2 separate regions of the Sus scrofa genome follow, and region 2 is linked to region 1. The links are chromatin contacts, called in public Hi-C maps. All regions are on one chromosome and are shown on one strand. Each heading gives the region's core, a stretch centred on a gene start, on an enhancer-like site or on the middle of the called end of the contact. The rest is flanking DNA. Distances are from core to core; before and after follow the strand shown.

Region 1 (5,976 bases), core at 2,700-5,199:
GAATGAGTTAATACTTATAAAGTGTTCATATACACAAGTGTTTGGGAAATGAACAAAACCACCCCTCACCCTCTTACAGGAGCATCTATATACAGATGACAAACCAGCCAGGGGTGGTGAACATCATCAATGGAAGTTGTATCTAGATTAGTTCTCAAAGGAGTTTCCATTGTGGCTCAGCGGATTAAGAACCCGACTAGTAGCCATGAGGATGCGGGTTCGATCCCTGGCTCCGCTCAGTGGGTTAAGGATCCAGGGTTGCTGTGAGCTGTGGTGTAGGTCACAGACGTGGCTTGGATCCTGTGTGGCTGTGGCTGTGGCCTAGGCTGGCAGCTGCAGCTCTGATTCAACCCCTAGCCTAGGAACCTGGGAACTTCCATATGCCACAGGGCATATATATATTTCTATAAAAAGAAAAATAAATAAATACATACATATATACATACATACATACATAAGTTCTTGCAGGGGCCAACACGGTAAGCCCAGCACAGACACTGGCTATGGGGTCCAGCAGGCTTTTGATCTGAGCTGTTAAACTGAAGAACACGTGCGGAATAAAGTCTGGGGCTTTCATCCCAGATTGGACTTGAATTAGCTGTGCCACTTGGAGAAGGAATTTCATTTTTCTGGGCCTTGGTTCTCCCACGTAAAAGCTGCTAGCTCTGTTGAGACGAGGTGACATGGCACAGGGGAGAGAGGACAGAAATGGGTCCAAATGTCTTGGGTTTTGGTTCTCCCACATAGGAACTGTATAACTTTTTTTTTTTTTTCTTTTTCTTTTGTCTTTCTGGGGCCGCACCTTTGGCACATGGACGTTCTCAGGCTAGGGCTCAAATTGGAGCTATAGCTGCTGGCCTACGCCATTCTGAGCCTCGCCTGCAACCTACACCCCAACTCACAGCCAGGCCAGATCCTTAACCCACTGAGTGAGGTCAGGGATTGAACCTTCGTCCTCACAGATACTAATCACATTCGTTTCCGATGAGCCACAACGGGAACTCCAGAACTGTCTAACTTTTGATATTGAGTGAGCTTCATTTCTCTGAATTTCAATTTCCTCTCCTCCAAGAAGAAGAAAATGGAACCCTCCCCAACCCCGGCCCAGTATTTCACAGAGTTACAGACCAATAAGAAAATGAATTTGAAGCCCCCTGCCAAAGACAGTTCTATAAGAACATCTATTTCTGGATAGTAGGTGGACCCTTAACAAATATTTGTGGCAACAATTCTATGACTTACTATGATCTGGAATAACCCCCCCTTCTTTCTCTGTGGGTCCCTCTAGAATCTAAGGTCCCTGAAGGCAGGATGTTTCTGTCTATATTCCCTAGTGAGTGAAAAGTAAGCACTTAAAAACTATTTGACTGAATTAGCAGAAAGTAGGAATGCATGAATCAATGAATAAATGACTTTGAAGTTGTAGGAGGAGCAAAACAAGACTGACCTAAAGATTTTAATTAAAGCCAAAGTACTCAGAGACAGAAATATCTTCCTGATATGCAGGTACAAAGCTCTCACACATCACAGACTCCTCTGAATTCTTTGGGGAGGTGGCCTGGGTGGGAGACCGGCAGAGTTAAGATACTCAAAGTGGTTAAATTAACATACTCAGCAGGTACGCTGACTTTCTAAAGCTGAATACCAACTGGGATAATTAAAGGATAGAGCCTTGTCCTTTTAAAAAAAAATTGACTCCCCTATAAACTACCAGGTGACAAAGGTATAATTGTAAGGATACATAAGGAAACTTTTCTTCTCTGTTCTTAATTTAAAGAAGTCCCACTTTACCTCCAAGCTGAAGGATCACACAAATCTGTCAGAACTAAAGGGAAAGTTACAAAACACTATTTTTTTTTCTTGGTTTGATTTGTTTTTAAAAATTAAGCCTGCAACATCCTTTTTTCCCCCCAGTCACCAATTGGACCCAGGCTGGGAAGTGGCTTGTTCCCCGGGGAGGATCCGGAGAGGGGCAGCTTCTCAGCAAGGAGACGGTCACTCCAGCTCTGCCCTGAGGGATGGAGGAATGCCCAGGAACCTCCTCCTTCGTTACTCTTTGGCTGTGTGGCTGAAAATAAAATCTGCCTTTTTTTTTTTAATGCTGTTCTAAAAATAGGGGGGTTTGGCTTAAATCCGCCAGTTGGTGTTTTGATTTTTAAATTATGTGCAAAAAATCATGCTTAAGCCCTACTGAGCACCAGTAAGTAACTCAGGGACGTTGCAATTTTATTTTGATTTCAAAGTTCTAAAATGTTCATCGTCTTAGACACAGGGAGAGGTGAAAGGAGATAAAAGGAGGGTGACAAGGATGTTGAAAGCTTTAACTTCAGTTTGAAAGCAAAAGGCAGCTAGACATCCCTCAAACCAATAACATATTTTAAAAGATTTTGGAGGCTGGGGTTGTGGGGCGGGGGGGGGGAGGGGAAGAGAGGATAATTCACTCAAAAGAAGTGGAAGAAAAACTGGTGAGTTTTAATTTATATTTTTCCTGGGGTCATTTCTGGAACCCAACTTCATACACACAAAACGGCAAAAATGTAGCTTTAAAAACACAAAGACTCTTCTCGGTGTTGGGTGATACAAGACGTGGTCTTTGAGAAAAGAGTTTTAACGTTTCCCTGATTAGGCACCACTCATAACCAGAAAGTATCTCAAGAACGATGGTGTTATTATAGCATCTTAATGAATGAAGATTCATTCCACATGAAATGGGGCTATTTTTAAAAGGCTGTCATATAATGGGAGGGGAGTGAGTGGGGAGCATTTATAAAGAAGCCAGTACCAGCGCTATCTGTTTCCTGACAAAAAAAACTGAACTGCATCAAACAATTGACTTCCCCAGTGCATTTGAGTGTCACAGTTTTCAGCTAATCTCTTGCGGACCAAGATTTGGAATTCTGGCGTGTGTGGGTAGCACCATGTGTGAACTGTCTCTCCTCCTCTCCCCGGAACAGACACCCACAAACCGATGGGGGTGCTCTGAAGGTTAAATTGGATAGATCCATTGTCCAGGAATGTACGCTATGCGAACAATGTCAGCTCCCCGTGCCAAGGCAGAGATATTGTGGGACTTGAGGCTGCTGGCCACGGGGAGAAGGATGGTGGGGCGTTGCTCTATTCACTGGGGCCAAGTGGGAACCTGCGGTGAGTGGCTGCAATGTTTCAGTCTCCTAATCTGCAAAGAAGACAAATAATTACAGAACTGGCTATATTAAAACCAGAGACTCTTAGTCTGCATGCAGGGGGAGGGGGGTGGAGAGAGGGAGGGCAGGGATCAGAGAGTGTTTTCCATTTTAGGGAGGACAAAAAAGAAAAAAAGTCGTCCTGCAAAGGGGATCACGATTTGCTTTGTAAAGGGCTCTTCCGTTTGCAAAAGAGTTCTGCTGAAGAAGGGAAATCCTGGGTAGTTAAGAGTTTGGTTTAAGATCAATAAAGAGATCCCGGGCTTTTTAGATGCTGGTGACAGAGAAAGCAGTGCGAGGAGGCAGGCGGCCAATCAGAGATCAATCTCACAGGAAAGTCAGAGAGGGCCAGCAAAGATACCAGGGGCGTCTGGGAAGACAGAGTTGGCTTTACAAAAATCTCCTTTATACATTTTTTTTTTTTTTTTTCTTCAGAGAAACACAAGGGATGTGAGATCGTCAATGGAGGCATCGAGAAGGGGGCAGGAAGCTGGGGGGGAGGGGGCAGCCAGGAGAGAGGGTGGAGGAAGGGCCGCAGGCTCTCCCCGGGGGTGGCAGTGTCTTATTTGCACCCTCTGAGGGCTCCTGAAAGAATTAACATGCGCTGCCATTCTTGTTTTTCCAGTGGTGACTTCATCCAGTCCCTGCAGAAACTCAGAATTAAATGTCATGGTTTTGTTTTTGGGGAGAGCAACCACCCCCTACGCCCCAAGGAGGGAGTTCTGCATACCGCGGAGGGCACGCGAGGACTGAAGCGTTTGCGGAGCCGCTGATCATTAACGCGCTGAGTTCGGAGGCAGGAACTGCCCCTTTCTTTGCTGACTCTCCCATTTCCTTCTATTGGATCCTGCCCTGCCCTGGTTTACTTTCTGTTTCTCCCACTCATTTCCACGCATTCTTCCCTCACACAGCGTCCAGGAGAGCCTCTTCCTTTCTGTAGACGAACGGGGCACTTCCCTCTCAAATCCTCCTTTTTTCAAAATGAATTCATCTCGACTTATTTTTCCAAGCCCCCTCCCTCTTCTCACTGCCGGGCGGTGGGGGAGTTCCTCTCCTTGCCCAATAATGCAGAATTAAGTTGAAGAAAGCTCTGTGAGAAACTGTAGGTAAAAAGTTGTTCCAGGAGTTCCCATCGTGGCTCAGTGGTTAGCGAATCCGACTAGGAACCATGAGGTTGAGGGTTCGATCCCTGCCCTTGCTCAGTGGGTTGAGGATCCGGCGTTGCTGTGAGCTGTGGTGTAGGTTGCAGACGTGGCTCGGATCCTGCGTTGCTGTGCCTCTGACGTAGGCTGGCGGCTACAGCTCCAATTGGACCCCTAGCCTGGGAACCTCCATATGCCGCTGGAGCGGCCCTAGAAATGGCAAAAAGACAAAAAGACAAAGAAAAAAAAAAGTTGTTCCAGAGGCAGAGCCATCTGGCAATTCCATGTGAGGGCAGACACATCTGAGTCTGCAGCTCAGTTTTGTCACCTACTAGCAGTGGCTAGGTTACCTGCCCTTCTTAAGCCTCAGTTTTCTCATCTGCCAAATGGAGATAATTATGTAAAAACCTTGCAAAGGGCTGAGAGAGATTTGAATGAGACAAGCCTATGAAGCATTTCCAATTGGTGACCACAGTAAATGCTCCATGAAAGTTTGCATTATTATTGTTATTTAAACCCTCTGGATAGGCGTGCCCCCCCTCCTTCCCCTACAGCCTCAGGAGTAACCAGGAAGCTAAAGAACAGCATCATATGGAAGCCTCGGGTGCAAGTATTTGCTGACTCAGCCCCGGGGAAGTACCCTCTGTACTTCTCAGAGGCAATGTACAGAATGGAGCAAAGAGCCTGTGTTTAAGGCATTTCCAATCAGGACACAGTGGTTGATCTGGAGGCCTTACCTGGCAGCCCAGCCCCAGCCACATTCCCCTCTCCACAGGCTGTCAGCATTCCCAGGGGCCTGTAGCACAGCCCCAGACTCAGGAATTTTACAGCCAATTTGCTCCCTCCCCCCATGTCCCTTCTCCCTTTTGGTGACCTCAAGGCTTGAGCTCAATGAAAAGCAGCAGCTCTGCCTTACAAATAAGGCAAGGAGCCTGCGTGCCATCCCGAGTCACTGGTTAAGGTCTGTCTCGTGTCTAGACACTCCCAGAAAATGACACAGAACATAAAGTCAGGCTCCACATCTCAGAAAGCCATATTCACCAGGGTGTGCTTTGGAGCTGGAATTTGGGGCACAGGGGATACACCATTATCCAGATTGCCAAGAGCCTACCTTTAAGGTGTGGGGGGCTGGGGGGTGGGTGGGGAGAAGAAAGGAAGGAAGGAAGGAAAGAAAGGAAAGAAAGAAAAAGTAGGGGGAGAAAAAGAGAAGCCCGAACCCTTCCTAATAAGGTAATGGCACATGCCAGTTGTGGTTTCCAATTGCTCAGCATCTGGGAGTCATATGACATTCACTGCAGCCGTGGCTTCACGCTTGTGCGTGCGAGGCTCTCCGGGAAGAATTGGAGAGTCTTTGGTGTGCCTCTGGGGATGACAAGTGAAGAGCGACAAGCTCCCCTCCTTGAGGCTGCTGCCCTCAGGACCCGAGCTTTGTAGCTCAGGCACTGGGAATGCTCTCAGGTTGCTCTGCAGGCATGCTTTCTCCTCTCCGGCTGGGTACAAGCTTCTTGAGGGCAGAAACGCTCCTTTATTTCTTTTGTTTCACCCTGCCATGCTTATCAGGGTGTAATCCACCCAGGAGTTACTCAATAAATGCCTGATGATGGACTCAGGCTGAGAATTCTACAGATCAGTAGGTGATCGCTTCATATCAT
Region 2 (6,224 bases), core at 863-3,362, 210 kb before region 1:
TTGGTCGCCCATGATTGAGCTTTTACCACGTGCTGGGCATTCAGCTTAGCAGTTACCATTCTTCTTAATCCTCTCAAAACAACAATTTAAGGGTGGCATTTTTATTTTTATTTATTTATGTATTTGTCTTTTTAGGGCTGAACGTGAGGCATATGGAGGTTCTCCTAGGCTAGGGGTCAAATCAGAGCTATAGCTGCTGGCCTACGCCACAGTCACAGCAACACCAGATCTGAGCCATGTCTGCGACCTACACCACAGCTCATGGAATACCGGCTCCTTAACCTACTGAGCAAGGCCAGGGATCGAACCTGCGTCCTCATGGATCCTAGTCAGATGCGTTTCCACTGAGCCCGATGGGAACGCCAAGGGTGGCATTTTAAAATCCTGATTTTATAAATGAGGAAATGGAGGCTCAGGGAGATTAAGCACCTTACCCAAGATCACACAGCTGGGCTAAAATGTGAACCCTGCTCTGCCAACTATGAAACTTTTGCCACGGACACACTTCACTATAAGATGAGGAACACAGAAATGCTTTATAGTGGTGAGACGTCTTTTCCACGCATCAGCATTTATTAACATTTCGAGATCATCCATAAATCTCTTTGGGTCTCAGATGTGCAGGCACTGCCCTTTAGGGATGGTGCTGACACATTTGTGGGCAAATTGCAGAGATAACCATCTAAAGTTCACAATCTTTCACATCTCTAATTTCTTCAGCCTCAAGAAATACACGCCTATCAAATAAGAAAAAATAAATGAAAGATTTTCTGTTACTGAAGATGAACTGGGATATTTGAACCCAGAGGTTGATCCCAAGATCAACTTTGAGGTAACAACGCTCGGCTGGATGATTAATGTCTTTGCCCCGTACAAATATGCCTCCAGTGGGCACAGCCCTCATCCTGTGATCCAGCCTCTTTGGGCAGCAGAGCCTTCGGTCCATGAGCGGGCCTGGAGCTCCCATTTCCTCCGTGCTGGCTGCAGTTCTTGCCCAGAAACAGGAGCAGATGCTGAGAGAATCTTTGATCCCACTCATCCAAACATTGCATTCAAAGCTGGCTGGAAAGATGCAGGGGATGTGGCTGGGCGACTCCCAGCTGCCACGCATGCAGTGGTCTCCGAGTCTCTTGGCTCCCAGGTGGGTGAAACTCTGGTGGTTCTGCAGGCTCACCATGTCCAGAAAGAAGCTGTTGGAAGGTGGGTGCTGTTGCTGCTGTCACCTCTTAGATAAAGAAAAACTGATTCAAAAGCCAGATAACTCCTCATGGAATTCAGCTCAAGGCTTGAAGACTTTCTAGCTTCCTATGAACCTCAATACCAAGAACCACAAATTGCAAATGTATTAGGTCATTTTGTGTCAAAAGGAAATCATCAAGCCCCTAGAATTTTTCAAAAAAAATTTTTAAATATTTTGTCCTTTTAGGGCCACACCCGTGGCATATGGAAGTTCCCAGGCTAGGGGTCTAATCGGAGCTGTTGCCCTGGCCTATGCCAGGACCACAGCAATGCGGGATCCGAGCCACTTCTGCGACCTACACCACAGCTCAGGGCAACGCCGGATCCTCAACCCACTGAGCAAGGCCAGGGATCAAATCTGCAATCTCATGGTTCACTAGTCGGATTTGTTTCCACTGAGCCATGACGGGAACGTCTCAATTTTTCAATTTTTGAATATATCCTCTGGGTTCTGCAATGGCCCGGACAGTGTTATAACTTTTTTCCTATTGAGAGTTTTTATTTTTTTCCCCTAGAAATTGATTTTATTTGGTATTCTCAAGTCTTAGGTTTTGTAATAAGGGAAAAAACTCAGAGTTTCCATTGTGGCTCAGTGGAATCGAACACGACTGATATCCATGAGGATACGGGGTTCGATCCCTGGCCTTGCTCAGTGGGTTAAGGATCTCACGTTGCTGTGACTGTGGTTTAGTCTGGCAGCTCTAGCTCCGATTTGACCCCTAGCCTGGGATCTTCTATATGATGTGGGTGTGGCCCTAAAAAGTGAGAGAAAAAAAAGCACTCCATTAAAAAACAAAACAACTTACCAGCTTTGGAAGTTCTGCTTGACCTAGCTGACACCAGAGGGTGGCGCCAGAGAGGAAGTAGCCAGCAGAAGGAACAAGGAGGCTCTTGACATGAAATCTTTTGTCTTCAGTTTCCAAGTGCCACCACTTAATTTGCCAGGCTTTCTGTCTTGCGCGTGCCAGCAGCATGGTTGCTCTTCTTCCTCACAGTGTAAGGAGGTGCCCTAGGGTTTGTCCATAGCTGGTCACCCAGAGTCCTTTAGGAAGCGAGAGCAGTTCCCTTCTGCTCCAGAGACAACACTCATTTGCTTTGGAAAGGCAGCAGGTCCTTACAAATGAGCTTGGAAGTACTGCCCTTACTTTCACTGTTACTGCCCCAGTCCGCGCTGCTCCTTGCTCTTTGCAGGTCTGTTGCTTCCACATTTCTGGAAAATGTTAATGGATGGCTCACATGGGCCGAGGTGGGGTCTAAGTGCTTCTGTGGGTGTCAGCCCAGAACTTCCTAACCCAGCATAGAAGAGTGATAGGTGGCTCAACCTTCGATCCCCTTACCCCTGGCTGTGAGCAGATTCACCCATTTATGCCACAATAACGTGTGTGTTGTGCCAGGACACAATATGAATACTGTATTTTTTTTCTCTGGGCGCTATGATGTAAGAAAGTTGAGAAACACTGGCCTCATTTGACCTTCACAACTTATGGGGTAAGCTACTATTTGTATTCCCATTTTACACGTCAGAAAATGGGGGCTCTGTGGGATTGCTTCTCACCCCAAGTTCTCCTAGCTGTTAAGTAGCCCAGCCAGAAGTTGAACCTAGACAGCTCCCCTCTAGAAGTTCCATGCTTTTGATCCCAGGCCAGAAGTTCTCAACCCTGGCTGCATAATAGACTCTGAAGAGTTAAACAAAAGAAGATGAAACCAAAGCCAAGAAACTGTCACTGAAACGTAGCCTCGGAAGACGTGATGACTAAGTGTAATGAGGTGACCTGGGTAAGTTTCTGGGACAGGAAAAGGACCTTAGGGGAAAGCCGAGGAAATTGAAATAAAGTGTGGACTTTGGTTAATAATAGTGCATTAATATTGGTTTATTAATTGTGACAAATGTCCCATACTGATGTAAGATGTTAATAGCAGGGGAAACGAGGCATGGCATTCATAGGAATGCTCTCTATTACATTCGTCATAATTCTGTAAATCTATACCTTCTAAAATAAGTTTACTATTTAAACAACAACAACAACAAAGTCTGGGGTCCCAGCTTAGCGTCATTAAATCAGAACCACTGGAGGTGAGGCCCAGACATCAATATTTTTTTAAAAGCTCCCCAGGAAATCAAGGGTTTCATCCAGGATTGGGAATTCCTGCATTGCCTTCCTGACAAAGAAGCTGCTGGAGTACAGGGATCTTGTCTTGCTGATTTTCATTCCTCTCGCACCCAGGCTTTGGCCCAGGTTAGGCATTCAGTACATGCTTGATGAATCAATGACTAACTATCTCAACCTTTCCTCAATTCAGCCCTGAGATAATCAACTCTAAGGAGACGAGATTAAATGAAAACATTTCCTGTGGTCAGGCAACAAGTCTATCAGTGGGTACTGATTATTTATTACGAGCAAGCAGCTAGTAGCTGCCAGGGTTGCAAGTCTGATGGGAGCCGGTGCCTGTCCTCAAGGTGTATTCCCTAGAGAAATGTGGCCCTGTGTGGGGAAGCAATTAAGTAGGCGGGGTCTGAAATCGGATGGTCTAGGTTCAAATCCCAGTTTCTCCATTTGGTGGCTGTGTGATCCTGGTCCTTTTCTGAACTGTCTTGGAAACCTTGAGAGATGTGAACATGAAGCCAAAACCGAGGCTGCTGCTGTCTGAGTTGGAAACCCCAGCGAAGAAATTGATAAAATGGAATGGGCTGAGTTTTGCTTTCGCCGGTTTGGTCTCCACAAGATGTATTTCCTGTGTCAATTGAAATTTCTCTTCTGTCTCAGATGTAAATCACCTGCACAAATCACAGGAGCCTCTGTTGTAATGACGTGAGCAGCTGAGATCTGGTGGGGTTCTGACCTTGGGCAAGGAGGACAAAGGAGAAGTTGGGTCTGGAGGAATGAGGAAGTGGGTTCCTCCTGGGCCTGCTGGATTCTGCTTGGGCCATTTGGCCCCCATTCGTGTGTGTGTGGGGCACCTGGGAGAATGACCATCGCTAAGGCTAATGGATGGTTTTCTAAGTGCTTTACTTGCTAGGGATCATTCGTGTTCACATCATCCACATGAAGCCATCCTTCTTGTCATCACTCCCATTTTATTGATGATAACACTGAGGCCTAGAGTTAGGTAACTCAGCCAAGGTCCCCAGGCTGGTAAGTGGAAGGACAGGATTTGACATGCATAGTCTGGCCTGCAGTGTGTGCACTGATCCCTCCCTTCCCTCCCCCTTGGCACAGGAGATGCAGCCTGGTTTTGCAACAAAAGCACCAACTTTGGACTCAGGCAGAGGGAGGACCTGCTTTGGCTCTGCGACCTTTGGGGTAGCCCTCAGCATTTCCAGGCTTCGCTTTGCTCATCTGCAAGGTGGAAATCACACCAGGGTTGTTTGGAGGACTGAGATCATATATATATATATATATTTTTTTTGGTCTTTTTGCCATTTCTTGGGCTGCTCTCATGGCATATGGAGGTTCCCAGGCTAGGAGTCTAATAGGAGCTGTAGCTGCCGGCCTACACCAGAGCCACAGCAACACAGGATCTGAGCCACATCTGCGACCTACACCATAGCCCATGGCAACGCTGGATCCTTAACCCACTGAGGGAGGCCAGGGATCGAACCCGAAACCTCATGGTTCCTAGTTAGATTCGTTAACCACTGCGCCACGACGGGAACTCCAATGAGATCATATGTTTAGCCAGCCTTTTCCACTGTTCCATTCTCAAGGTTTCTTCCCCATCTCCCCACACTTTCCTCCTCTAACCCTATATCACTTCCACATTTCTTCACCTTAGCTTTTCAAAGCTAGCAAAAAGGAGCTCCTGTTAGGGATCAGTGGGTTAAGGACCTGGCGTTGTCTCCGTGAGGATGTTAGTTCAATCCCTGGCCTCTGGGGTAAGGATCCAGTAGGTTGCAGAGGCCTAGGTCGCAAAGGCAACTTGGATCTGGTATTGCTGTGGCTATGGCATAGGTCTCAGCTGCAGCTACAAGGCTAGCAAAGAAGAGCAAAAATCTTCCAGGTCTTGGCCTACTCTTCTTTTGTTCCCCCCTAATTCTTTTTTTTTTTAAATTATAGTTGATTTACAATGTTGTGCCAAATTTAGCTGTACAGCAAAGTGTCCCAGTCATACATATATACATTCCCTTTCTTATATTATCTTCCACCATGGTCTATTCCATGTGACTGGATATAGTTCCCTGGGCTCTACAGTAGGGCCTCCTTTCTTATCCTCTCTAAATGTAATGGTTTGTATCTAATAACCCCAAACTCCCCATCCATCCCTCTCCCTCTCCCCTCTTCCTTAGCAAGCACAGGTCTATTCTCTATATCTGTGAGTCTGTTTCTGTTTTGTAGAGAGGTTCATTTATGCCATATTTTAAGATTCCACATATTTAAGAGATATATGGTATTTGCTTTCTCTTTCCGACTTAACTTCCCTTGGTAAGATAATCTCTAGTTGCATCCATATTGCTGGAAATAGCATTCTTTTGTTCTTTTTATGGCTGAGTAGTATTCCATGACATGCATGCACCCCATCTTCTTAATCCATTAATTTGCTGATGGACATTTAGGTTGCTTCTGTGCTTGGCTGTTGTGAATAGTGCTGCAATGAACTTACAGGTGCATGTATGTCTTTTTTGAATTGTAGTTTTGTCTGGATATTTGCCCAGGAGTGGGGTTGCTGGTTCATATAGTAGTTGTATATTGGTTTTCTGAAGAAACTCCATATTGTTTTTCATAGTGGTTGTACCAATTTACTTTCTCACCAGTAGTGCAGGAGGGTTCCCTTTTCTTCACACCCTCTCAGCATTTGTTATTTGTAGACTTTATTAGTGGTGGCCATTCTGACCAGTTTGAGGTGGTACCTCATTATAGTTTTGATTTGCATTTCTCTAATAAATAGTGATGTTGAGCATTTTTCATGTGCCTACCAGCCATTTTGGAGAAATGCCTATTTAGCTCCTCTGTCCATTTTTCACTTGGGTTGTTTTTTGTTGTTGTTGG

Evidence for each region. Hi-C and Micro-C count contacts between places; a contact is called where the count stands out from the background.
Region 2: a Hi-C map of subcutaneous adipose tissue shows a contact between it and region 1, with 2.6 times the contacts expected there. The contact joins two enhancer-like sites. A contact is called at or near these places in 1 of 5 promoter capture datasets (fetal liver), 29 of 47 Hi-C or Micro-C datasets (adipose tissue, blood, embryonic fibroblasts and 13 more) and 2 of 2 datasets of contacts at active chromatin or transcription factors (alveolar macrophages and skeletal muscle).

The regions. Positions count from the first base shown.
Region 1 is chr6:144,866,439-144,872,414 of Sscrofa11.1, reverse strand. The region is part of intron 2 of GNG12 (guanine nucleotide binding protein (G protein), gamma 12); the gene reads right to left. Among named protein-coding and RNA genes, the nearest start is that of GADD45A, 75 kb to the left of the region's middle. Within about 2 kb of position 3,949, at least 50 of the 83 cell types and tissues checked have an H3K27ac peak or open chromatin away from gene starts, as enhancers often do. A contact at or near this core is called in adipose tissue, fetal liver, omental adipose tissue and 2 more, where this site is marked.
Region 2 is chr6:145,076,384-145,082,607 of Sscrofa11.1, reverse strand. The region is part of intron 1 of LOC110261213 (a long non-coding RNA gene); the gene reads left to right. Among named protein-coding and RNA genes, the nearest start is that of SERBP1, 110 kb to the left of the region's middle. Within about 2 kb of position 2,112, at least 21 of the 83 cell types and tissues checked have an H3K27ac peak or open chromatin away from gene starts, as enhancers often do. A contact at or near this core is called in adipose tissue, fetal liver, omental adipose tissue and 2 more, where this site is marked.